Regions from separate parts of the Mus musculus genome. Here regions 1, 3, 4, 5, 6 and 7 are each linked to region 2. The links are chromatin contacts, called in public Hi-C and promoter capture Hi-C maps. All regions are on one chromosome and are shown on one strand. The core of a region is the stretch at or near the end of the contact, and the rest is flanking DNA. Distances in the headings are between cores, read along the strand shown.

Region 1 (3,737 bases), core at 500-2,999, 4.2 Mb before region 2:
ATCAATAATTGCTGAGTCCAGGTGGTAAGCGAAGAGGAGGGGCTGGAACAGGGTTTGTCATCTGACCTTGCTTTGTGGTAGAGGGAAGAGCTGGCAGGCACTTCAGCAGGAGGATCCCAGGCCTAACTTGGAGGCTGGATGCCACCTTTAAGAAAAGGGCCCAGGAGACAGGAAACCTCAACCAGACAAAACAGAGAACCCCAAGTGGGCCATCTCTGATCCTGCCCACCCCACCCCACCCCACCTCCCCTGCATTGCAGGTGGAATGGGGCATCTCCGGGGGGGGGGGTCCCAGAAATGGTAATAGTCAGCTAAAAGCAAGCCAGTTGTGACTTAAAAGGCAGTGCAGGTTAAGCAACTTTGCTAAGAAAGAAGCAGACTTCATAGAAAACTCTGGTTCACACCAGAAGCACAAGTGAATGCTGGTGATCCTAGCAACTGAGAGGAGTCTAAAGCTTGAGGACTGCTGTGAGGCTTAAAGGCCAGGCTGAACTATATAGCGAGATCCTGACTCAAACACTCAAAGAGGAGAGGAGAGGGAAGAAGCAGAAGAGAGGGAGGGGAGAGGAAGGGAGGAAGGAAGAGGCGGAGGAAGGGGAGAGGGAGAGTGTGTGTGTCTGTGTGTGTGTGTGTCTGTGTGTGTGTGTCTGTGTGTGTGTGTGTGTGTGTGTGTCTGTGTGTGTGTCTGTGTGTGTGTGTGTCTGTGTGTGTGTGTGTCTGTGTGTGTGTGTGTCTGTGTGTGTGTGTCTGTGTGTGTGTGTCTGTGTGTGTGTCTGTGTGTGTCTGTGTATGTGTGTTTAGATGCTTAAGGGCAGAAATGGACTTGAAGCCACACCCCTGACCTACTTCCTGCTGGGGACCCTAAGCTAGTTACTTAACTTCTCCGTTTCCTAACTGACAGTCCTATCAGTAGGGCCTGCCATAAGTGTGTCAACCAAGTTTCCAGCTGACTGGTAGACCCTGTCTTAGACATGTCTGTAGGAGAAAAGTAACCACAAACCACAAGACTCCCTGCCCAAGCTGGCTCTTGGGTGAAACTGAATGTACTTAATTCAGTTTGTGTTGGCTTGTTAGAATTTCTGTTTTATACAAGAAATGCACATTATTAGGTAATTAAACCGTACTCATAGAAATAAGCAAAGCCATTGGGACTGCAGAGAGAAGCCAAAGAGCAGCCGGTGGCATAAGTCCACAGGTAGATGGGAGATGGTCACTTGTGTTTGAGACTCAGACAGGGATGGCCCTGGTGTTTCCAGGAGCCCAAGGCACGGTACCTCTGAGACCATAAGGACCAGTGCTTGGGCCTTTCTGTCTGAGTGTGTTCTAACATTCTCCATGAATCTACTCAGGAGCCGGGTATGAAAGATGATCCATTGCAGGAATGCTGCCTCCCATGTGCAGGAGCACCTCTCTTGCTGGTTGTTCTCCACTCCAGGTCCTCTGAACATCAGCTCAGAGGCACTCTGGACACGCAGACCTGAGTCCTTTTCCAGATTCTCGCTTAGGAAACATGCCCTGAGCCACTAAGCCCTTTGTCCAGCAAGCAGCCTCTAGGCTCAGCCACACTCCACTCCCCAGCCCCCTCTCCACCCTATCAACAGCCTTGGCTGAGGCAGCCCTTTCAGGAGAGCTGGGCTTGGTGGGTGCACAGCATTCCCCCTGCCGGATGTTAATCTTCCAAAGAAAGTCAAACATTAGCCCAGGAAACAGCTTATGCCTTATATAAGGCACCCCAGGGGAGACACAAACAGCTTGTTAGAGCTGAGCTGTCCTACTACAGCAGCTGCTGGACCCTAGGACAGAGCACGGGCAACTGCTGCATCCAGCTCCAGCCCAACTGAATCCAGCTCCAACCACCAGGTGAGACGGGATTGAAGACCCCCAAGTCTAGCACCCAAGAACACCCCAAAGCCAGGCTTCCTCACTGTAACGCTGTAATTGGTCAAACCCCTAAAGCCTTCAGGGACCTACTTGGATTCTTCTGATACTCCAGCACAGGGGACTCACCCCAGGGAACAGCAAGGAGGCTTGGAGCTTGAGCAGATCCTTCTTAGCCCACATGAAGCAATCGGAAATGTGTATTATCCTCTCTCTCACCCTCACCCACACCCCGCCTGGGCAACCAACATCCAAATCTGGACCTTTGGTCCCTACTATGTGGCCCTGTGCCTACACATCTACGACCTATAAGCACAGGGCCACATGCCTGCATTCACATGACCTTCAAGAGTGCAGTTTAGATGTGCACATAGCACTGCATCCACACTGGTATCCCATATCCCTCTCTGCAACTGTGTACATCTTTATGCATCCACACACCAGAACCCCAAATCTTTACACATGTAACTAGGTACATCTTCATGCATGTGATTCTATGATGCTCCACAGGCCTACATACAATTCACACACACATACACACACCTCTTCTTGGCCTGATGCCTTGCCTACAGTTTTGGTTCATCTTGCCTGGTGCCATGACCTTCTCCGAGATTCTGGACCGTGTTGGAAGCATGGGCCCCTTCCAGTACCTGCATGTGACCTTGCTGGCCCTCCCAATCCTCGGAATAGCCAACCACAACTTGCTACAGATCTTCACAGCCACCACCCCTGACCACCACTGTCGCCCGCCCCCCAACGCCTCTCTAGAGCCCTGGGTACTCCCCTTGGGCCCAAACGGGAAGCCTGAGAAGTGTCTCCGCTTCGTGCATCTGCCAAACGCCAGTCTTCCCAATGACACCCAGGGGGCCACCGAGCCATGCTTGGATGGCTGGATCTACAACAGCACCAGAGACACCATTGTGACAGAGGTATGTCTGGCACCCTCTCTCCTTCCACCTCACCTTAGGTACTTCCATATACCGTGCAGCACTTGTGGATAGAAAAAACACAGGGGCCTAGATTTCCTGGGATTGAAAGAATGGGAACTGGGCAAAGAGGAAGGATCCCAGTGCTAATGCACAAGAACTGAGTGGTTTGATTCGTTCATGCCCAAGCATTCCTTCAACAATCTATAGCGTGGTATTGAGCTCCAGTGATGCTGAGCTGTACAGTCTCTCCTCCTAGTAGGGTGTTATACAGCCTTGTGGAATAACTTGTTACCTCATGCTGTGCAGTGACCTTGGGCTGCAATCTTCCACCCTTGGACTGGTTATAGGGACAAGAAAAGAGTAGCTTGAGATGAAATCACTTCAAAGAAGCATCCCTGGAGCTGAGATTAGAACAGCAGGCAAGGGGTTAACTAGACTAGAAGAGGAGCATTCCATCCTGTGCAAAGCTTTGCGGGGCTGGGGGAGGGGTGGTGCAGGGAGGCTGGGTAGCAGAGGGATTTCACATTGCAAAGGTTGGAAGGCTCCTGGGTGGATCCAGAGGGTGTCAGTCACTCACATAAGTGTCTGTATGACCTTACTCCCCAGTCACCCTATGGAGTGGCTGATTCTCCTACCTATCATTTCCAGGAACTAGAGTTAAATCAAATCCTTCAATGAACTGACAGGCCAGTCAGGAGACTGTGACAGGAGGAAGATGAGGAACCTGGAAGTGGTGTTTGCTGAATGTCAGCTGCCTGCCTGACAAGTGCTGAGTGCTCTGCAGGGCTCTCCGGTGTATGGATGTGTACGGCTGTCTTCTTGCTGTTGAGGGTTAGGTGCTCAGACCCCAGGAAGAGAGGTGACTGTTCAGTGCCACTCAGTTTCAGAGCTGGATTTTAAAGCAAAATGCCCCTTAGTACAAAGTTCAAG
Region 2 (3,428 bases), core at 288-2,787:
AGGGCGAGGAAGGCTACTTTCTAAGTGGCTCGAATGCTAAGTTAAGAACAGGTAAAAACACTCTTCAGGGCTAGTATGGTGCGGCTGATTTCCTAACGGGGATGTGATGTAACACTGGAAGCGATAGGCTGACAAAGGGGGTGCAGAAGCCAGAGTGAGGACCGAGCAGGCGGGAGGCAGAGGGCGTGCAGCCTGCACTGGGCGACTTCGGGCGTGGGCTGGCGGCCACAGGCAGTGAAGCAGCCGGAGCCCGGCCGCCAGCGGCGTGACATCTGGCGTGCCGAGCCGGCAGGGGGCAGAGCAAGCAGGGTGTCACGTGGAGCGGGCGCTACGGGAGCCGGGAGGGGAGAGAGAACTAGAGGGGGGTCTTCCCCAACGCTTCAAAGACTGTTACTCACTGGAGTCGCGGACTCTTCTTGCCCTGAGCAGGAGACGGGGGCTTCGCGGCCGCGGGCTGATGCCCTGGGCCGTCGGGAGGCCTGTTGCTGGGGCTGCTCCTCCGCCGGCGGGGATACTCGGCCTTTCTCCGGCGGGACACAGCGGCAGCGGCGGCGGCGGCGGCCGCAGCGGTCCGGCCGCGGTCCCGACCTCCCCTCAGCACGCGGCTGCTCGCGGTCTCTGCAGGCGCCGCCGGCGCCGCCGCCGCGCCGGGCCGGAGCTCCTCCGAAGCCGCGTCGGCCGCCGCTGCTGGGCCCCCTTCCTGGTCCTGCTGCTCCGGGGATCGCGGCTCCTCCGTCTCCCCCGGCATCGGGGCTCGTCCGTCCCCCACCCCTGCGTCCCAGGCGGTGGAGGCGGCGGCGCCCGCGGCGCAGCTCCCCCCGCCCCCCTCGGCTCCCGGAGCGTCCGGCTCCCTCACTCCGGAGCGCCTCTCTCCCCCCCGCCCCTCCGCCCGTTCCGAGGGCGCCCCCCCCCACCCGCCCCCTGCCACTCAAGCCAGCGACCGCCGGCGGCGCGCACGCGCGCACCCGGACGGACACGCAGCGGGCCAATCGGAGGGGAGGATCGGCCCCCCTGGCCCGGCCCCTCGCGGTCTCACACGCAGCAGCGCACTCGGTGCCCTCCCCCACCCCTTCCTCCAACCAATCAGGAAACGGCTCCGAGGGAGAGCGCGAGGTTTCCTTGCCCGCGCGCCCGTTCTCACCGTTAAACGGCTGCGTCTCGCGACAATCCCAAAGTGACCTTTCTCCCCCCCCACTTTGGAGTTCGGCTCAAGCTAGGGGCGGTGGGAGGGGCAGGGCTGGCGAGGGCGGAGGCGAGGACAAAACGCACCGTTCTCAGCCGCGCGCGCACCCCCCTGCCGGCTGCGCGCGCACCTGCCTCCCGGAGGCGCCGCTGTCCCCTCAAGGGTTCTTACTAGCCTAAGAAGTAGCCTGGACGTTATCCCGCCTCCACCCAGACCCCCACCTTCCTGCTCTGGCCTTTCTGTCCCCAGCGCCGCCAGCTCTCGAGGGGAGAAGTGGTAAATTATTTGAGTTGCAGCTTCTCCTTTAAGAAAAAAAAGGCCCTGTCCGTTGCCGGATGAAAGTCTCTGAAAAAATGGCGGCGATAGGATAGAGGCGGGGCCGAGGGGACAGCGCGGGATAGTCGTGAGGCGCACGCGCAGGGCCAACTTCGCCGAGGGCACTCTGGGAGACGTAGTCCTATTTACTCTGCGCTTCCAGAGAAATCATGGGAAACTAGAGGCAGAGGGAAGGCTGGGAGCGTCTATCTGAGGTCTGAGATTACGTTTTAGCGAGGCATTGCTTCCGGGTTAGGTCGCGACGCCTGCGTACAACTGGCAAAAATATTGAGCCAATTACAGGCTAGGGGTCCCTGGGAGAGAATCCTACTTCTTTTAATCTTTTTTTGTGTAAGTGCTCCGAAGTGCCCTCGTCATAGTCTTTACTTACTTCGGTCTGGTCATTTGACGCCTCCTCTGCGACCTGTTAGCTACGCTCCTTTTTATTCCTCCATCTTGTGTTGAGCCTCTCACTTGTGAAGCCCAGGAGGTTAGGGACTCGTTCTGCGTCTGTCAACTTAATTTTAATAAAACGTGTAGGACGAAGTGTAAAGTTGTTTCCTGGTAGGGATGGGGCGCCACGGAATTGCCGTTGGCTGTGGTGCTGGAGCTGGAGAGCCGGTTAGCGTGACTCACTGATTTTTTTGTGGATAAGTTAGCTGTCGCTCACGTTCTCCACCCCGAGGCTGAATGCCTTTGCGGTCTGTAGATGTTTCTGCGGCACAGGAAACACAGTCATAATAGCAGCTCTGACTAGCGTTTACAGCTAAGTACCTTCCTGATGGGGAAAGGGGGCTTTCCAATCGTTCAAACCGCAACTGGTGGTAATGCAGCCTCTTATACGTTTGTATGCATTTCTTTCCCTCTTAAACATTGTTTGCATTCCTTGGGTTGCCTTTTACACATTGCAACCAGGAAACGACTTTCAAGGAGACTCCTTACACTTCGAAGATGCAAACGTCTTAAGTTAAAATCTACACAACAGTATGGAAAGATACAAAGTTTGGAAATCTGATTCAGAATTTTATATTAGCCATTAAATTTTAGACTTTTAAAGAAGTTCATTTTTCTTTCTTCTTTTCCTCCCAGCATCTGGCTCATTTGCCACACAGATAAGGCAAATGTTTTATAGTCTACCGAGTTTTGCGCTTTCAAAGGATTAGTGTCCTTTTCAGTTCTAAAACCCGACGGTATCAGTAGGAATGAATTTTCTAGCGCTGTTTGCAATGAGCACGTTTGGAACAGCACTGACATCCAATGGCTGCTTAAAGTAATACAAAAAGCGAGCCTCTTAAAAAAGGTTTTAGTAAAATGAATGACTTGTTCCTTTTAAAAGATGATCATTACAAAACTATCCCTTTATTCTATTCTTCTAGCCAGTTATTACTCCCTATTCCTGTTAGTCTCTTGGTAAACACTGGGACAAAACCCACTTCACAGGGCCATACTTATAGTTCTTTATATACTGCCTTTTCTAGGCAATTTTCTGTTAAATGCGTTTGTTGTTTGTTTGTTTCCTTTTGAGATGAACAAAGGCACAATAAGATAAAAATCTACCTCTCTCACCTTTTTGGAGAAATTGTGAACTGAGCAGGAATTGTAATTCAGATTCTGGAAGCTTAGTACCCAGTATCTTAAATCTTCTCAATTGATTCTTCCTTATTCTGTAGACGTTTGAATGTTGAATAACTGGATAAACCAGGATCAGAGAATTCAAAAGTGAACCCACTTCTCTTCAACTTTAAAGAATCTATAATCTGGGCCAGTGAGATTGCTTAGCAGATAAAGGCACTTTGCTGAAAAGTCTGATGAATTTCATCTGTGGGACCCCAGTGGTACAAGGAGAGCGCTTTCTTACTCTTACAACTTATGAATGCCTACATGAGCACACACACACACACAATTATTAAAACGTCTGTTTTAAAAAATC
Region 3 (3,675 bases), core at 962-3,461, 4.1 Mb before region 2:
CTGATCAAAAATAGCAACCAGCAGGAGCGCAGACCCCGAGTCCTGTGTAGACCCGCCCCCACCTGAACAGAGGGGAAAAATGCTGAAGAGGGTCTGGGCAGCAGAGAGGGGGGTCACGTGGGGGCCGGGCCGGACCCCCACGTGCGCCGCCTGCAGCCGCTTAGCGAAGCCCTTTGTCGGGAGCAGCCGCGTTCGTGCCGCACTCGGCGGCTTAAAATAAAGACAATGTTCCCAGCCTCCCTGCGGCTAAATCCGGCGCGAGTGCGGGGGTGGCGAGCGAGCCGGGCGGGAGCTCTTCTCCCCGCGCTGCCTCCCTTCTTCCCTCGTGCCTCAGTTTCCCCAACTGGTATGAGGAGACCTAGCCAAGCTAGGCGGGAATGCAAAAAGCGTGATACAACAGGAGGTACGGGGCTATAGACCCCTTCTTCTGTAGCTGCACAGACTCCAGAACGCTGCACGGACCAAAGATGAGGACACTCAGGAGGAGGCAGAGGAAAGCTGGACACCCTCCCCTCCCGCCCACAAAATAAGTGTTTTTATTTCTAAAGGGACATGTGCAGAGGCGGTGGGAGAAAAGGGAGAGCAAGAAGAATGGGGGAAGGGGGCAAAGAGGAAGCTTGATTCAGACTCGGAAATGGATGTGGAGGCCTAACTCCCCCACTCTAAACCACGTGTACACGCACAAGTACACGCACCCCCACGGCTCTCCCAACATGCAGCCCGCAACCTAAGGATGGCCCAGTAGGGGGCAGCCTGCCACAGAGACTGCTTGTTTTCTGACCTAACCCTAAGGGTCTAATGCCACCGAAGGTGGGAGGAGGAGCTGTTCAGATCCTCTGACCCCGACACCCCCTCCGCCCCAAACTGTAGTATATGACCAAACACAGAGAGAAGGCGCACTGGGTACCCCTTGGCAGCCTCAAGAGTACAGATGCCCCCACACGTACCTGCCACCTGTGTCCCGTATCTGCTGGCCCAAGCCCCAGAGTCGTCGTCAATTTCTTCCTTTTCTGGTTCCTTTGGCAACTGAGCTCCAGTCTCAACATTGGTAGGAAAATGAAGAGAGAAGGAAGAATGGGTGTGCCCCGGACTCCAAAACCCTGAGCTTAGAGCTCACCTGGAACCTACCTTTAGCTTTCTCTCCTCCATAAAGGCAATCTTGATTTCGGTCCTTCCCACCTCCCTCCCAGGGCTTCATCACAGCCCATGGGGCAAAACACACAGGAGCTTTTAGTGTTTCCAATTCTCCTCGGTGGTCAGCTCTCCAGGAAGTCTCTATTGGGGCATTGCTGGACCCAGGTCCCTATGACAAAGCCCCCAGGGGTTGTCTCTATCTCCAAGGAGACTCTACACAGAAATCCAAACCAGCCTGGGGGGGAGGGGGGATGAGGGTCAAACCGTAGGCTGAGAGGAGGAGTGGCTCGTACTTCCCAGGTACACACCTGTGAACCTAAAGTGGGAGTCAGGGGAGACAGTTTGACAAGCAGGGAGGAGAGCAGTCTGTCTGCCTGTCTGTCTGTCTACCAAGGGGAAGCTGGAGGTGGAGCAGTCAGGGAGGTAGATGCTACCTCACTTGTCAAAATTAGCCAATTCCACAGTTGGGCAACACTCAGACATACACTGAGCACAGACACACGCTCCCACATGCGTTCTGGCTCCAGATTGGCAGGGTCACACCTGGATTTACGTAGGCTGCATAATGACATGAGCACACATGTCATACTACACATGCCGGACCCTGAACAGCATATGGAACAAACACAGTTTCTCCAGTGCTCCACAAACCAGATACACATATACCCTCACACCAGACCTTTCCATACACCAGAGTGCACTGCCCAGCATGCGGGCATGTCACTCCGTCCCAGGGTGGGTGAGCCAGCCCTCTGGGTCTGGTCCAAGTTGGAACCTCTCACGTGAGGCCCAATGTGTCATTTTCAAACAGAAGGAATTTAGCTCCCTCACAGCAGGGAGGAAGAGCAGGGTGTGTGGCTGGGTGGGTGGGTGGGTGGGCGCGTGGGCATGTTCATGGGGGGAGGGTATGCAAAGGAAGCAGGCATGTGAATAATGGGGCATGTGTGTCGGGGCATGTGTGTTGGGACATGGTGCACAGGAGTTGGGGGCTTTCCGGTTGGGTGGGGGAAGGTGCCCGGGAAACAGAGTGTGCCTTTGTGAGAGGGTGTGTGTGTGTGTGTGTGTGTGTGTGTGTGTGTGTGTGTGTGTGCCGCCAGTCTGTGTGCAGTGGGTGTGGGTGTTTGTCTCCCTGTATCCGCCTTCTCTCTCCTCTTGGACTTTTAGCTTTCCTGGGCTCTCTTTCCTCATGTCCTGCCTCCTCCCTCTCGAGGCTCAAAGTGGGTGCCCTTGTGGACAAGGGGGGCACACTCCAGGACTTAGTCCAACCCCAGATGCTGCCTGAGGCTTCCCTCCTGCTCCCCCTCCCTTTCTTTCCTCCCTTTCCTCCCTCCCTCTCTTTCCCTTCCTCCCTCCCCCCCAAGGCTGGCGTGCCAGGGGGTGGGACATGCCAATCACTGGCTGTGCCTCTCCGGCTGCCAGCACAGGGCGCAGCTCCCCCCGGGAGCCAGGTGTTTGGGTCCCAGGAGACACTGCAGGCCCCCGGAGAAGCACTGAAGCTGAGGACCCTACAGACCCCTCTCCGGTCCCATGGTGAGTACATTTGGAAGGGCTTGGGAGGGGCTGTGTTGAGCTGGGTGCAGAAGCATCAGGGTCCTCTGAGACAGGGCAGGGACAAGGATGAGACAGGAATGGGGGTGGATTCTTGAAAGGGGAGGTGGCCAGGGAGGGGTCTAGAGGCCAAGAGGGCTCTCTAGCAGTGGGCATTGGCTGCTACAAACACCCTGTCTGCTGCTTCTCAGTGGATTTATCTGATGTTTTTCTGTGCTTTAGCTGGCAGAAGAGGTAAAGACCTTCTTAGGAAACTCAACCTAGACTTCAGAAGAGATTAGATGGCTGTGTGGTTAGCAGATCCCCCAGCACACTAAAGGCAGAAGGGGAAGGGCAGGAGGCAGCCCTGGCTACCAGCACCTAGTTGAAGAGTGACCCCATGTACATACTTTTGGGGACACCAGTCCCAGAGCCTCCTTCTCTCCTCCTTCAGGAAACCCTGAATCCTACCTCCCCTATCCACCTTCAGCCCCCCAAGATGGATTGAATGAGGCTGCTGGCCAGATGGACAAGCTGGATGCCAAGGTGGGTGTTGGGCCAGAAGCCAGCAGGAGACCAGGCAAAAAGCCCCAGTGCTCTTTGGAGACAGATAAGCACATGGATAGCCACACCACCCAGACAATGTGGTCCTGGCACGCGAGGGGACCCAGAGGGCCCTCCCTGTGTTTTTGTATCTTTGGCTTGCAGAAGGCAGGTTTCGGGCAATACAAGGGTACTGATGCACACACATGTTCCCTGACTCCAGTAAGGATGAGTTAAATCCAGAGGCTCTGACTCTTGGAGTTGCCACCTCTAAGACAGGTGTCTGGAGAAGGGGCAGTTGGCTCATGGAAATTTCTTCACCTTAGAGGTTCTTAGCGCCAGTGGAGAGGGGTTCAGTTCTTCTTACAGTGCACATCTATCTGCAGCTCATCCCATTGGCTCAGTGACCCCTGCCTCACCGGCTAGCAGTCTCCAGTAGCCAGTCTCCTGTCTCAGAGTAACCAGCTACTC
Region 4 (3,764 bases), core at 660-3,159, 3.7 Mb before region 2:
AGGAGTGGGAAAGAGCTTTGGGGCTTCTCTCAGCACCTCCCTTCTGACAGTGATGTGGGAGTCCCCTCCCCACATCATGCTCTGGCAGACACTGACCTTCTGACACTAGCTGCCTTGAAGAGTCTGATCCCACATCAGACTAAGGGGTTTTCTCCCACAAGAATGCTTCCTTACTTCAGATGCCAATTTTTAAATAGTAGCTTCTCTATAATTTCTGCCAGACAACTGCAAGCCAGTCTCCTGCTAGGGCTTCCTTTTCTAGAGCAGTTCACAGACTCAGATGTCTTACTAGTGTGTCATATAAAGGAGGCAGTTCAACACTGAGATGAACAAACACCGGGCAGGGTCTGGAAGGGTGCTGGGTATTGGGCCCACTTTTGCTGTGGAGCTGGGACTGGCATACGACCATACTCACCAATTTGGAGGTTTTTCCCATCCCCAAAATTCAGGGATAGTTTTTGGATTGCTTCATTGTGGGGGCCCCTTTTTCTTTTCTAGAAGATGAGAGGGGCTGTAAATCTCAAATTCCCACTTAGGGCTTGGTCTGTAAAATGATCAGTCTCCACCTAGAGACCTATCCAGAGTCAATTTTCTAGTCAGAAGATGATTAGTGACTTTACTGTTTAGCAGGGACCGGATATTATAATAAAAGATTCTCCCAGCATCTGTTTCAAGATTTTTGAGCTTAATTTGGGGGAGGCAGAGAAAACACACAGATGCAGAGGGGTAGAGGGAGGGAATGTACACACAGGTCTCAAAGCCGAAATGGCTACATTTTATGGTATGTAGAGTCTACCTCAAGACCCACAAATACCAAAAGTCTACACCTGTAAAGCCAGCACTTGGAAGGCTGAGGCTTGAAGATGGTTTCAGGCTATGGAGGGCTCTCCAACAAGATGCCTGGCTTTTAGTATTGAATTCTTAGGGGGCAGGCTATATAAAAGGCGAATTAACAGACTTAAAAAAAATTCTCAAAACAAGTTGCTTAGTGCAAAATGAGGAAATTCAGCACTGCATCTTGCTCTAGAGTATTATTTGACCACAAAGCCAGTCAGACTGAAGGATACCGCGTCGGTGTGGACAGGAACTTGCTCCGATTTGGCATTATTCACCTGGCAAGCATAATTTACCTGCGTTGAACTCTGGGTCGTTTTCCAGGACAGTCACGGCTCCTTCCACAGCATCTACCGCGCTCCCTCCCGCCTTGAGGATTTTGTAGCCCTCGGTTGCCGCTCTGGCGATGCCCTCGCGCACCAGCTCTTTCCGGTTGGCTGAGATGTTGCTTGCTCCGCCACCATGGACTACCACCACGAGACTCACATCGATGGAGGCTAGGCATCAGGAAGAGGCGAGTGTCATTTTGTACCGGTCCAAGGGAACCAACTCAAGTGAGCAGCAGCGTCAAAGTTGTTTCCGTTCAGTGTCGTCCGTCCCCCCCCCCCCCCCCCCCCCGCTCAGTGAGAGTTTTGTTACAAAACCCCAAAGCGACCCAAGCCTCCCAGCATTCCTCCCCATGCTCTCCCACTCCGACCTGGCAGGGGCATCTGTGGCTCAGAAAGCCTGGTGTCAAGACTCCGAGCCTGCGCTTGTGCCACAGCGCTACCCCTCAGCCTCAGTTTCCCCAGAGAACACCAGCCTCTATTTCGGCGCCAGTACTGAGGTCGCATGTATCAGAGCTCCAGCCCTCCTCCCAGGAATCTCTCTGTGCCTCAGTTTCCCGGGGTCCGTGCTCTCTGTTCCAGTTCACTCCACCTAGGGTCCGGGGTACCCTGAGGACTGGACTTCCCCACGTCCTTCGGACCTGAGCTCCTCGTCTCTGGTAAATCCTACATTTTTGTTCTTGTTTCTTTTCCCATACCTCGGACTGGCGGCGCCACGGTGCCGCGGGCGCACGCCATGATGTCAAACTGGCCAAGCCACCAGGCAGCAAACCGCTCCGCCTGCAACCGCTCTGCAGGCAACGGTTCCGCGCTTGCGCACGAGGGTGGGGGCCCGGGGCGCTGCTGAGTTACCGTAAAGCCCCGGGGTCCCTAGCGCTGCGCACCAGCCTTCCGGGACTCCAGATCTAGAATAACATTGCTTTTCTACTTCCCTAGTAGCACGCGGGACCCTTTGTCTCCTTTGCCTTGAAATTATCGCATGCTCTTAAGTCTTGCTAGTTAGAATGCTACATTAAAACCTTTTCCCTTTAAGTTCCCCATCTTAATCTTTCGGAAGAGAAGAAAATAAAGTATACCTCTGCCTCTAATTTGACAGATTCTGTTCATTAGACACTCTGAGAGCCCAGAAATCCCAGCTCCTCTCCTCCTCTAAGTCTAGGGATGCCAGCTCTAAATCCTTTCATCTCTCAGTGCCCTCTTTTTGTTGACATTTCTTCTTTCCTTGCTTCCAGCAGTTGTGGCGGCAGGGGTAGAAGACCAAACACTTCGTATTCACCAAAGGGATCCTAGAGTCTAGTTTTGTTCTGATAGTCAAAGAGGGAGAACAGATGCCAGTGACATCTACAGGTTTCTGTAGCAGTGACACCTAGGAAGAATGCCCTGCTTTATTATGTAAAGCAATTTTACTTGAATTATGAGTTTGTTTTTTTCTCACAACCTTTGTTTTCTAATTTTAAATTTACTGAAGCAATATTTTATTTTCGTTATCAATCGCTTTGTACTGTTTATTGGCTAGATGAGTTGGTGTCAAAGATAGACTTTCATTTTGCAAGTCCTTCTCTCTTTAAGGTGGGGCAACCCAGGCTCATATGTTAATGAAAAGGGCTGACCTTGTGTAAGACTTCCCAACCATTACTTCTGTAGACCTCAATAAACCTCAATAAAGATGGCTTCAAATGGTCAGGACCCGGTGGGTAAGTGCCAATTTTCCTAATATTTTTTCTTGTTTCCATCTTACCACCAACTAGAGAAAAGTTGTATCTGATTCCCCTAACCATCACAAAGGGCCATCTTTTCTAGTTAGTCTATCCCTAGCTTCCCTAGGCCAAGAGCATCCAAACAGGACACAGCCTGTTTCCCCATAGAGCCCTTTCCTACCCGTTTGCCTGCTTCTGAGTCTCTACCAAAACCAGTGGCTGGTTGGTTCCTTTGCATTAGCAAGGTTTGAGTAGATTTGTCTTGTCCTCATTGGGGTGGGTTTCATTTATTGTGTTTATTTGCTACATAATTAGAGATTTCTGCTTGAAGAAAGATCATATGCAAAAGAGATGTTGGAGAAGGGACCAGCCTTTGATTCTGGAAACCAGAGCATCAGGTCTGGTATTACCCAGTCTTGGTTGCCTGTCCACCTCCTTCCACAGTATTCTATGCTTTCCCACTAGTGATATCTTCACCCCTTTCTCTTTCTTCGAGAGACTTTACATCAGAATGTGAGGCTCTAAGAGTGGCTCTGCTATAGAGAGGAGTTTGAATTTGCTCTAGTTAAAAAGAAATTGAGATGGTCTCATACATTACACTCTGGCCTCAAACTTACTATGTAGTTGAACCTTGTAGGCATAATTTTTATTGTATACCGTGTAAAGATTATCCTTCTATTATTCAAAAGCTGATTTCTCTGTCCCCATATCTAGTTGCAATCCAGACAGGGCATTGTAATGCTTATTCTAAGTATCTTCTGCTTCAGTGTTGCATAAGCATTGCTCCCCATTTAGTCTCTGATTTGTCAATAAGAGTTGACCAGCCAATGACTGAGCAGGAGAGAGGACAGGCCTGGACTTTCTCCCTTCCTTTTTTTTTTTTTTTTTTTTTTTTTTGCAGGTTATA
Region 5 (3,725 bases), core at 925-3,424, 4.1 Mb before region 2:
ACACGTGTGTATGTGCATATCACTCTTCTCATCTGGAAAATGGAATGATTCTGTTTTGGTTTGCTTTTGTTTTCTTTTCCTTTTAATTTTTATTTATGTGTATGTTTGTGTATTCACAAATATATGCCACATGTGTACAGGTGCCCAAAAAGGCCAGAAGAGTTAGATTGCCTGGAGCTGGGGTTCAGGTGGCTATAAGCCACATAACATGGGTACTAAGAACTAAACTTAGGTCCTCTACAAGAACACCATTTGATCTGAACTGCTGAATCATCACTTCAACCCCAGTTGTAAACACTACAGAATCCACGCTAAAAAAAAAGCTGGGCTGTGATGTTGCACACCTTTAATCCCAGCACTCAAGAGGTAGAGGCAGGTGGATCTCTGTGAGTTTGAGGCCAGACTAGTCTATAAAGTAAGTTCTAGGACAGCTAGGACTACACAGGAAAATCCTGTCTCAAAAAACAAAGACAAAGCTGGGCGTGGTGGCGTATGCCTTTAATCCCAGAACTCGGGAGACAGAGGCAGGCGGATTTCTGAGTTCGAGGCCAGCCTGATCTACAAAGTGAGTTCCAGGACAGCCAGGGCTATACAGAGAAACCCTGTCTCGAAAAGCCAAAAAAAAAAAGACAAAAATTAAAATACTTTTTTTTTCTTTTTTGAGACAGGGTTTCAACTATGTAGCCCTGGCTGACAAGAACTCATTATGTGGTACATGCTGAGCCGCTGAGCTCCTCAAACTCCTCCTGAGCCTGCATCCCTAGGGCGGGACTAAAGGCATGAATCAACATGCCCAGCATTATTTTTTCTTAATTAAACTTTAGATGTGTATGTACCACGTGTGTGTCAGGTGCCCATGGAGGCCAGAAGTGGGTACTGGATCCCTTGGAACTGGAACTGCAGATGGCTACTAGCTGGGAATTGAACCAGGGTCTTCTGCAAGTGCTGATTTTGAAATCAGGCTGCCTGGATTTATACCTTGGATCTGATACTGTTTATCTGGGTAACAGTCAGCAAATGACTTAACCTCTCTGGGACCCGAGCTTCTCACCCATAACTGTACCTTACCACCTTCCAACTTGGATTATTAAGTGAGGTCATGCAGAAGAGCAATTAGTATGAGAGTAATGATAATTGTTCGAAAGGCAAGCTTCTGCATATAGATGTTTGCTATATGCATATGACTATAATGCTACTGCACACTCTCAATAACCAGTCTATAGCTGCGACTTAGAAAACTGGTAAATTCTAATGATTGTTCCCCCCAGAGCTCTTTATATCTAAGACCACCCATGCATAAAATGAGGGTTATCCCTAACTTTTAGGAGTGTGGAATATTAACTCATATTGGGTGCTTTAAACGGTAAGCCCAGTTGTGTGGAGAATTGTCAGCCTCAGTAGTATAGCACTTATCTACACATGCACATAGCAGCAGCTTTAATCTATAGCACTGCTAAAAACAAAACATGCAACATGCTCCATAAATGACATCTAAATGCTGGCCCTACTTCATTCAATCCGGGCCAAGAACATGGCGAAAATAGACCAGGAAGCAAAACACAAAAATCGGTCTCCAGAATGACGTAGGGCTTCTAGTCCCGACTGGGTTTCCCTAAAAGGCTTCATGCAAGGAAGCGAAAATCCAACCGAGCTCAGCCCAGGGCCCAGTACCTGAGTCGCCCGCTGCGCTGACAACCTGGACATCAAGCCCCGTCTGCGCGCTGGGCGGCTGGCGGGGAACCGAGACACCGTCGGTGGAGTGTTCAGTAGGTTCAGGATCCATAGAGATGGATCAACACGCGGCTTAGCGTGAGTGAGGGTGAGAAATCGCCTCAACGTATGGATATTGGTAGTTGTGACCCAGACAGTCGAGCTGTATGGGTCGCGAACCAAAATCTCCAGCGATGACGTTTTACCCGCAGTGAGTAAGAACCGCCTAGCCGCAGCGCCAAAGGCGTAGCGTCGCACTCCCCTAAAGCGCCTGCGCCTCTTTTTCGCGCTGCAAAATCAGAGGCGGAGCTCTCCGCACGCCCCTTTGGGCGGATTCCTCTACCCACAATTCCTCCGGCTCGCACACCGCTTACCTTAGCGCCTGCGTGAGTCCTAGTCCCACCTCCAAATCCCGTGGGCCTTTGCGAGATGCTATTTATAGGCCACACGTTGTTCTTGTCGGCCTCATTTTTCCTTGTTCGGGGTAAGTACTCTACGTCTTTATGTGCTGTAGTTTTCACTTTGTTTTTTTCTTGTCTTTCTCTTTTTTTTTTTTTTTTTGGTTTTTCGAGACAGGGTTTCTCTGTATAGTCCTGGCTGTCCTGCTGAAACTCACTTTATAGACCAGGGTGGCCTCGAACTAAAATCCGCCTGCCTCTGCCACCCGAGTGCTGCGATTAAAGTCGTGCGCCACCACGCCTGGCTCTTGTCTTTCTCTTAATCAGCTTTCCTATAACTGCGGCTGGCTTTTATCACAAACACCTATCTGTCACTGTTGTGAACCGCCGCCTGTATTTTCTTACGTAATGTTTATTTCTGGTGATTTAAAAGACCCTCGTGGGCAGCGTTAATAAATGTGGACTTTGGTAATCTGTTCCGTAGTCTTAGCGGGGAGACCATGTTAGGGCATTCAAGACCTAAAGATGACAGGATTTTGTGAAGGACAAAATGGTGGCGGCAGTGCAAGGCCACCCCCTATGATGAGGACCTTTTCACAGACCTGTACTGATATATCTGTGAGGATAAGTAACTCTGAGGAGGCTGGCCCTACATCACAGCCTTCTCATCCTTTAGAGATTTCTTGGTGTAGAAGTAACCCGATGCTAACTTCTCTACAGGTTTGAGGTGCCACCTTACAAAAGGATGGGTGTACGCTCTCTTTTCAGAGTAAGTAGTGTTAATGGTTTTACCAGATTTTTTTGGTTGTTGAGTATAAGTTGTGTGTGTGCTACGGGGATGATATGAAAACTGAACTCTCTCTTTCTGATGGTTTAGTGGAGAAAACAAAAATTCTCTGAGTAGCACAATCTGTGGCAGGTATTTGGATTGTTTGGCATAAAGTCTTTTATTGAAGTTTGGGGTTTTTTTTTTCTGTTCTAGATGTGGTTCATCTCAAAGCCCTTTACACTTTGGAGCCAGGCCTGTTCAATTTTACAAATAACACGTTTTGCTTGTAGTCAGGTAGGTATTGATGGTTGGTGCTTCCTTAGGGAACATATTTAGATGGCCACTTAATGATGAACAATGTAAATGACAAGCATATGGCTGAGTTGCAATGATGTCATCTTACTACTGAAATGGGCTGAAGAAAGAAGGTGCTGAGGTGGCTGTGATTACATTTAAAAATGACATTGTTTCTCTGTTTCCAGGGTGCTGTGACAACATGAAGAGTTCGAGCTACCTCCCAGGATGAGTGCAGGTAATTGTCCAAGTAGAGCTTAGGGTTTCCCTAGGGAAAATAGTCAAGACAGACATTGAAGCAGCACAACACTTTTTTGCTGCTTACTATTTGTATTTCTAGAGGACACATTATGTTAAGGCCTTTGTTCTCTTAAAAACTCAACTGTCAGATGATTTGAAATGATGACACTGAACACTCCGTGAAGGTGTGAATTTATAGCATGTTAGAGTTCTGATGGCAGTTAGTGCTGACAGACAGATTGTAATTCTGTCCTGATGGTTGAAAATAACTACTTGTTACTCTTCCACAGGTTTTCCTGGTGACAAATCTCAGG
Region 6 (3,498 bases), core at 17-2,516, 4.0 Mb before region 2:
GAGTTAGCCTGAAAGGGTGAGGAGATGGGGTAGACATGGGTAAGGAGGGCCTTGTGCTTCAAATAATCTCCGGGTAAATGCGGGTAGAAGTGATCTACTACAATTTCCAATCTAAGGGCGGGTCTGGGAGGGGGCGATGAGTTCAGAGGAGGTCCACCGCTCTTCAGAGGAGCGCACAGAAGAACTTCTTCTCCCGGAAGGGGTTCTCGGAAGTGGGCACAGGAGTGATGAGGGGGTCCTCACAAGCGTGGGCATCACAGTATGTCATCAGGTCTGCTGCTGCCTTGGACACCTGGAACCCAGCCAGGAAGGGATACATTAACCAGAATTCCTGAAAGGGACTGCAGTTCTCTTCTCCAATAGACTATCTTTTTGTTTCTAGTGCCCTTTGAGACAGCCCTCTCCCCCAACGCCAGTCCTCGGGAACAACTTTGCTGACAAAGCCCAGTTTCTGCCACTGACCTCAGGGTGTCAAGAAAAGAAGCATCTTTTCTTGGGGGGAGGGGGGAGGGGAGGGTATTGCAAACCCACAGCTGAGCCCTGAAGGGCTGATGGGAGCCAGGGTCGCACCCACCTTTATCCGGCACAAGCTGGCCTCAATCTTAAGCTGTTCCACCATCTTGCGTGCTTGACCAATACTCATAGTGCTGTTAACGGGGGTCTCCCCTTTCATCCTGGAGTAAAGACAGTCAGCTGAAACACTCAGCTCTTCACAACCACACACCTGGGATTGTGCCCCCATTCTCCAGTGGCCATCCCAGGTTTTTTTTTCTTTCTTTTTTTTTTTTTTTTTTAAGTAGGGAGAATGGAGAAGATAAAATGAAATATTCTCCTAACCCCTGGGTCCTGGTCATCAAATTATACAAACGATTTAAGGATTTTAAGTCTTTGAGCCAAATATGTTACCAGCAATGAAAGCCTCAGTCAGAAAGAGCCCCACCCTGATGAAATCACATCAGCCACCTGTCCCCCCTCAAGCCCTGAAGAGAAAAAAAGCTGCTTTCTACTCACCTGAAGTAACAGCAGCGGCAGCCAGGGATGTAGGGTCAGTGGGGAGGGGGCACCAAACCCTGCCTCAGATAGGTGCCCCACCCTGCCAGGACTTGGAGCTAAAAATATCCGTAGCACTGACAGTTAATGCAGAGAAGGTCACTAGAGATGCTCAGACGAGATCCTTGGAGGGGTGGTCTCAGTCTCCACAGCTTAAGTTCTGCCCAGATGGCTGGTACCTGAAGGATGAAGGATGCTAGAAGGAGCTGCTGATTCTGGCGCATACCAACTGCCTGGACAGTGGGGGAGTCAGTCTGCTGTTTGCATCCCCTGTGCACACCCTCACTGCTGCTCTCTCACTACCTGCCCCTGCCATTGTACAAGTCCTTAGTCTAAACTAGATAGCTCCCCAAAGGGCCTGAGGCAGAAGCAGGCTCCCCTCTCAAATGGGGTGGTCTGGGCCTGTGACAGCCCCTGCATTAGAGTCTGTCCCCACTGCGGAAGACCCTGCTCATTTGAAAGTCTGACATCAGCTGGGCTGCTGCTCCCCCACCCCCACCCCCACCCTGACACAGCACTTAGCACCTGAATCTTGGTTTCTTTCAGTGACCCACCGTTCTTCAGAGCTAGGAAAATGTAACACTCTACAGGTGATCAGCTTCTAGATCACCACTTTCTACCACGTGAGTGACGCGAGCTGGGAGACCCAGAGGTAACCCATCAGGAAGATAGCTAAAGAAATGATACATCAAAGAAGAGAAGCTGGGGCAAGAGAGACATGCAGAGACCAGATCAAAGGATCAGACAAAGACGAGGTAAGGCACCTTGCCACGAGAGTTAGTGTGAATGTTGTGAACACAGGTGGGCTTCTCGGAGTGGGGAGTAGGGTGGCAAGAGTTGGCACTGGGGAAATAGGGAATCGATTGGAAATTTTTCATGTAATTTGAGTGGATTACTACTATTCAAAAAGATGTGCATTGGCCTTGCCTCCTGGAGGACGTTATCCAGACGATGCCACCATCAGAAATCTAGTCTCATGGTTTTTTGTAGGGATTTTGAGGTTGGCTGCATCACGTGGGTCACAGAAGGTCAATCACGCAGCATAAAAACTGGAGACTGAAAGGGGTTGAAATGCCGCCACGCTTGACTAGCGGACGGCACCATCTGCGCACACAACACACAAGATTCAGATTCTGGCAGGGTGCAAGGCTCTCTGAGCTCCAGTTGGACTCCTACAGGCCCAAGGAACTCTACTGAATTTACAAAAAACAAACAAACAAAACAAAACAAAACAAAATCAGCATTTATTTCACACCTCCATTCAATCACACTGAAAAGACAGGTGGTAAAGGTATGGGCAGAGGGTTGTGGTTGAGGCCTGGAAAGGAGGACCAAGGAGTCCCAGACTGCGTTGGAGATTATAATGGGTCCTTTGGTCACTTAACTAAAGTGTAATGGGCAGAGACACTGGGGAGCAAAGCATTTTACAGGCTCTGCCCTCTATGCAAGGCTCAGCCCCTGTAGGCGATTGACAGTTGGGCGGGGCTTCCTCGGCAGCCGGAACTGCCTTCTGTATATTGCCTGGGCAGCGAGAGGCCGGTGAGTCTGCCTCGCCGCGGTGGCGATCTGGTGTACACCGCATTACCCCAGGGGTGGGCGCCGCAGCGTCGGCCACAGGGTGCTGTGCGGGGGTAGGGGTCACTTCCTCCGTGAGCGAGCACAGGTCCAGGCAGAGGAAAGAAACTCTTGGGAGGCAATTTTGACTGCTCTAAGGCTGCTGGCTTTGAGCCAGACTGGCCGGCTGTGCAACCTTAGGCAAGTCACTCACCTCCTTGCAAACCTCTGGCATTTTGGATCCATGTCATCTGGGTTTCGAGAGAGATTTAAAGGCCTCGTTCTCTGTACGTTATACTTCTGTGAATGTATCAAGGAGGTTTGTCCCAGGCTCCCGAAACTGGAGGAAGAGGCTGGAAGCACACTCAGTGGAGGGAGGTGAAGGAGTAATTGGAAGAGAAGCGCATGTGAAGCAATGACTTTGCTTTGCCCTGCTACCTCTAGTTTTCAAAGCCAGTTGAATAAGCTTTTTTGTCTCCAGCTACCCTGGAAAAGAAACTGTCTTTTCCCTTCTCTTTCTCCAGGAACCTTCAGCTGCCCTATCCCATGGCCAAGGGTATCGTCCCTGTGGAAGACCAGCCAGGAACTCAAAGCCTGAGGCTGGGGCCAGACCCCCTGCTGTCCCCATCATGGTCAATGACCCACCAGTCCCCGCCTTACTGTGGGCCCAGGAAGTGGGCCACGTCTTGGCAGGCCGTGCCCGCAGGCTGATGCTGCAGTTTGGGGTGCTCTTCTGCACCATCCTTCTTTTGCTTTGGGTGTCTGTGTTCCTCTATGGCTCCTTCTACTACTCCTACATGCCGACGGTCAGCCACCTCAGCCCTGTGCACTTCCACTACAGGTGAGAAGGCTGCTCCATTCAAGTAGATGGATCTTAACTTGAAAATTACTTCA
Region 7 (3,560 bases), core at 907-3,406, 3.3 Mb after region 2:
AGACCACATGCCTATAGAGTTTGAGGACATGCTGTAGGCCCCGGGTGCTCCTCACTGCATCTTTACTGTATTTAAGCAGTTAATCCCTGCTTGTTGATTTAATGAACTGGAATTTTGTAACATGAGCCCTGTTCGGTTGCATAATTTAGAGTCTATTCTTCTAGAGCACACTCAACACCACTGTGAGTTTCTGTATGGACTCCATTTGTTTGATGTAAGTCATAGGGACACTTGCTTAGCAAATGCTTTCCAGATCCATCAAAGGTTTATGCTTGGAATTTTCTCTTCCTGTTTCCCTCTTGATGTCCTTATATAACTTTGTCCTGTGCATTGCTGGCATTCCTTACTTCCTGATTTCTTTCCAGTGAGTGATACGTTGATTTTTTTTTTTTTTTTTGTCAATTTAAATATCTGTACCAGGGCATGTCCCTGGGGCTGAGACAGAAGTGACAAACAAAGAGGTCAGTTAAGCAAAATATATTACTGACACTTTAAAGGCACAATTTGTCTCAGGGGCTCCTTAGGAAACCAGACATGAAATGTTGATCGTTTTGTTTTCCAGCTTGTTGTGTCTCTCTAGGACACACACACACACACCCCACCCCCACCCCCACGAGGGGGGGCTGGGTATTACTTGCAATTCTTGCCCAATTCTTCTATTTTACATTTCTGCCTTGGACTCTGAATCTTTAGTATCTAAATATTCATTTTCACAGCTAGTCTACACCAGCTCTGATGGTATTCATATAAAAGGGGTGAGAGGTTCACCTTCTTTGCTTCTTTGCTTCTTTGGCAAGGTATCTTTTTTAAAAGCAGAGTATTACATACAGACTTTACGTCCACAACTCCATCTGAGTCCTGGCATAGAGGCTGAATGTATGCATGCAGTGTATCACGGGGGTGGGGGGGTGGGGGTGGGGGTGGGGGTGGGGGTGGGGGATGGGGTGGGGTGGTGGTGGTGGTGGTGGAGAATAAGGCAAACCAGAGGAGAGACCTTGAAGTCCAAGACTTGTTTCATTCTTAAGTTGCAGCAATGGGTATGATCTTACATTGCAGCCCAGATCAACAGGAGCAGTTTATGAAAAGCATGAAATGTGGAGGCGCCCACTTCTATCTATAAAGTCAGGAAAAATAGTACGATTCTCCTCTTGATGTTTGAGACACACTGAATTGAATGAACCTTTTTTTTTCCCCAATACAACCTTGAATGAACAAGATATTTTCTATTTATTAGTAAACCACCTCAAATTAGAAGTATAAAAACCAAATAGAATTTTGCTCCAATGATACTAGTTTCTTCACTTTCTCCTATTTTATTCTCTCTCCCTCCCCCTTTTCTTTGCTACAAGGTCTCATACTGCTCAGGAAGCAATTCTCCTGCCTCAGCCTGTGGAGTGTGGAGTTTATGGGTGTGAGCCACCATATCTGTCTCTTTCATTTCATTCTGTACTACTTGGCGTTCTCCCAGAAGTCATCCTTAACTGTCACGGTGTAGAAGGGTCAATCCTACATTACCAGACTGTTTAACGTAGTGTGCTGGTAGGAAAACAGAAACCACCTCAGTGACCCGAAAAGTTGGAACGGATCAGGAGGCTCTTGGAAACTTGGGCAGCTTCTTTTTTTCTCTTTAGGATTCAGATTCCTATCTGGAGATAAGGAGGACAGTTCCGTCCACAGATCCCTCAGTAACCCCCAGAGAGCCAGTGACAATCCTTTCTCTTCCCTAGTAAAGAGCATCCCATCTTCTAAGATGGATCTTGGGTCAGAGGCCACTCGAGGCAGCTTCTTCCCAATGGCGTTTTAGAAATAGGAAAGGGCAGCCCGGCTGCAGAGAGGCCCGGAGCGCAGCGCGTGGGCTCCCGGCAGGGCTCCCGCAGCGCCAGCGGCCAGAGGGCAGGCCGAGGCCGCCATATTCTCGCCGACCACGCCCCGGCAGCCCAGCGGCAGCCGAAGGTCGGTGTCCGCCTGCCGGACCCGCTCCAACGGCCGTGACCGCCGCGCCGGAGCTCGCACAGAGGGAGGCGGCCGGCGAGCGGGGCGGGCAGTCGGGGGCGGGGCGAGGAGAGCGCGAGCTGTCCAGGAGGGGCCGCGGTCCCGCCCCTTGCGCTGTGCCCGCCCCCTGCGCCCGTCCTCCTCCTCCTCCTCCCGCCGCCGCCGCCCCCTCCCGGATCTGTGCTCCAGTTCAGAGAAAGGAGAAAATGTGTGTGTGTGGCGAGGGGGAGGGCGAGCACTGAGCAGCCGCGGCGCGCCTGGCAATCGGGCCGGGTGGGCGTCCGGCGGAGGCGGGGGCGGAGGCGGGGAGCGCGCGGCGGCCGGCTGCCCGGTTTGCGAGCGAGCCGAGTGGGCGCGGGCAGGCCGAGGGCGCCCGGAGCCGAGTCAGGCGGCGGCGGCGGCGGCGGCGAGGAGCGGGCGCGCCGGGCGCGCTGAGCCGTCGGCGGTCGCTCGCTGCGGGGCCGCCTCGGTGGATGAGCTCGGGCCGCTGGGCGCACAGCCTTGGGCAGCGTCGGCGGCGGCGCCTGGAGGGCCGCGCGCTCTCCGAGAAGGCGGCGTGTGAGCGCGGCGGGGCGCGGCGGCCTTTCCTCGCGCGTCCCAGGCTCCCGGCCCCGCTCGTTCCCGGCCCGCCTGGGCTGCGGGCCCGGCCGCCTCCTTTACCGCGGCTCCCCTGAGCTCGTCCCTGACGCGCGCCCGGGCGGCGGGGCTCCGCGGCCGCCGCTGCCTCGGGGGAGCGAGGGCGGAGGGCGTGTGTGCGCGCGTGTGAGCAGGGCGCCGGCGGGGCTGCAGCGAGGCACTTCGGAAGAATGACTCTGGAGTCCATCATGGCGTGCTGCCTGAGCGAGGAGGCCAAGGAAGCCCGGAGGATCAACGACGAGATCGAGCGGCAGCTGCGCAGGGACAAGCGCGACGCCCGCCGGGAGCTCAAGCTGCTGCTGCTGGGTGAGTGCGGCCCTTGGGCCCCGGTACCCCCCGCCCCGGCTCGCCGCTGCCCTCCCCACGCGCGTCCCCGGCCGGCACCCGCACCCGCACCCGCGCGCGCGCACCCAGGGGCCGAGGGCCGGGGCTCCCGGGCGCGGATCCGCGGCGTGCGCCTTTGGTGTCAGCTAGGGCCGTGCTCGGTGCACAGCGTCTGCGGGACGGCTGAGCGTCCGCGCGAGCGGCGCGGGTGGGCAATGGCGTGCAGTGCGGTGGTCGGCCAGCGTCCATTGTGGCGCGTTGTGGGGTGGAGAGGGAAGGGTGGAAACGGGGAGCAGACCCCGGTCTGGATTCTGCTAGGAAAGGTGCTGAGGAAGCCTTGGCTGGCGCTCCAATAAACCCGGGTTAACGTACTGGGCAGGGGCGGGGCGGGAAGACTAGCCCAAATGTGCTATACTGTAGCCACCAGGCCACTGACAGGAGTGACCCCAGAGAGTTGCATGGCCAGTGGATGGTGACAGGCGTCTCTATGAACCATTCCTTCCGGATAAAGATGAAGGATCCGGGAGTGTTGTACTGTGTGGTTGTTGACAGCAGACGGGTGTCTTTTGTTTAATGAGGCGACCCAGATGTATGCCTGAATTCACAGC

What was found. Promoter capture Hi-C pulls out the DNA fragments that hold promoters and counts their contacts. A called contact is a pair of places that touch in the nucleus more often than the background predicts.
Region 1: a contact with region 2 is called in a promoter capture Hi-C map of pre-B cells, with 2.5 times the contacts expected there. A contact is called at or near these places in 2 of 39 promoter capture datasets (hippocampal neurons and pre-B cells).
Region 3: a contact with region 2 is called in a promoter capture Hi-C map of hippocampal neurons, with 3 times the contacts expected there. A contact is called at or near these places in 2 of 39 promoter capture datasets (cranial neural crest and hippocampal neurons).
Region 4: a contact with region 2 is called in a promoter capture Hi-C map of pre-B cells, with 2.9 times the contacts expected there. A contact is called at or near these places in 3 of 39 promoter capture datasets (frontonasal cranial neural crest, pre-B cells and second pharyngeal arch cranial neural crest).
Region 5: a promoter capture Hi-C map of cranial neural crest shows a contact between it and region 2. A contact is called at or near these places in 1 of 39 promoter capture datasets (cranial neural crest) and 1 of 484 Hi-C or Micro-C datasets (B cells).
Region 6: a contact with region 2 is called in a promoter capture Hi-C map of cranial neural crest. A contact is called at or near these places in 2 of 39 promoter capture datasets (cranial neural crest and hippocampal neurons).
Region 7: a Hi-C map of B cells shows a contact between it and region 2, with 5 read pairs. A contact is called at or near these places in 1 of 39 promoter capture datasets (pre-B cells) and 1 of 484 Hi-C or Micro-C datasets (B cells).

Annotation. Positions count from the first base shown.
Region 1 is chr19:8,591,433-8,595,169 of GRCm38.p6, forward strand. Slc22a8 (solute carrier family 22 (organic anion transporter), member 8) reads left to right here and starts at 1,750. Exons shown (of 11, transcript NM_001164635.1): 1 at 1,750-1,860; 2 at 2,451-2,807. The coding sequence starts at 2,475.
Region 2 is chr19:12,794,586-12,798,013 of GRCm38.p6, forward strand. It overlaps Zfp91 (zinc finger protein 91), which reads right to left and starts at 1,538. Exons shown (of 11, transcript NM_053009.3): 1 at 399-1,538. The coding sequence starts at 748. Gm44505 (predicted readthrough transcript (NMD candidate), 44505) reads right to left here and starts at 1,538. Exons shown (of 13, transcript NR_024093.1): 1 at 399-1,538. It also overlaps a transcript of Lpxn not described here.
Region 3 is chr19:8,661,794-8,665,468 of GRCm38.p6, forward strand. It overlaps Chrm1 (cholinergic receptor, muscarinic 1, CNS), which reads left to right and starts at 2,212. Exons shown (of 3, transcript NM_001112697.1): 1 at 2,212-2,664; 2 at 3,116-3,207. It overlaps 9830166K06Rik (RIKEN cDNA 9830166K06 gene), which reads right to left and starts at 1,542. Exons shown (of 3, transcript NR_045314.1): 1 at 948-1,542.
Region 4 is chr19:9,133,657-9,137,420 of GRCm38.p6, forward strand. It overlaps Asrgl1 (asparaginase like 1), which reads right to left and starts at 1,910. Exons shown (of 7, transcript NM_025610.3): 1 at 1,859-1,910; 2 at 1,131-1,331. The coding sequence starts at 1,898.
Region 5 is chr19:8,721,313-8,725,037 of GRCm38.p6, forward strand. Snhg1 (small nucleolar RNA host gene 1) reads left to right here and starts at 2,175. Exons shown (of 10, transcript NR_002896.3): 1 at 2,175-2,194; 2 at 2,829-2,877; 3 at 3,091-3,171; 4 at 3,360-3,409; 5 at 3,702-3,725. LOC115489078 (a small nucleolar RNA gene) reads left to right here and starts at 2,681; the gene lies at 2,681-2,752. LOC115489084 (a small nucleolar RNA gene) reads left to right here and starts at 2,939; the gene lies at 2,939-3,013. It overlaps LOC115489083 (a small nucleolar RNA gene), which reads left to right and starts at 3,220; the gene lies at 3,220-3,289. It also overlaps LOC115489082 and a transcript of Slc3a2 not described here.
Region 6 is chr19:8,837,980-8,841,477 of GRCm38.p6, forward strand. It overlaps Gng3 (guanine nucleotide binding protein (G protein), gamma 3), which reads right to left and starts at 1,267. Exons shown (of 3, transcript NM_010316.3): 1 at 1,012-1,267; 2 at 575-674; 3 at 1-292. The coding sequence starts at 673. The coding sequence ends at 164. Bscl2 (Berardinelli-Seip congenital lipodystrophy 2 (seipin)) reads left to right here. Exons shown (of 12, transcript NM_001136064.3): 2 at 1,597-1,805; 3 at 3,129-3,445. The coding sequence starts at 1,731.
Region 7 is chr19:16,130,528-16,134,087 of GRCm38.p6, forward strand. Gnaq (guanine nucleotide binding protein, alpha q polypeptide) reads left to right here and starts at 2,157. Exons shown (of 7, transcript NM_008139.6): 1 at 2,157-2,934. The coding sequence starts at 2,799.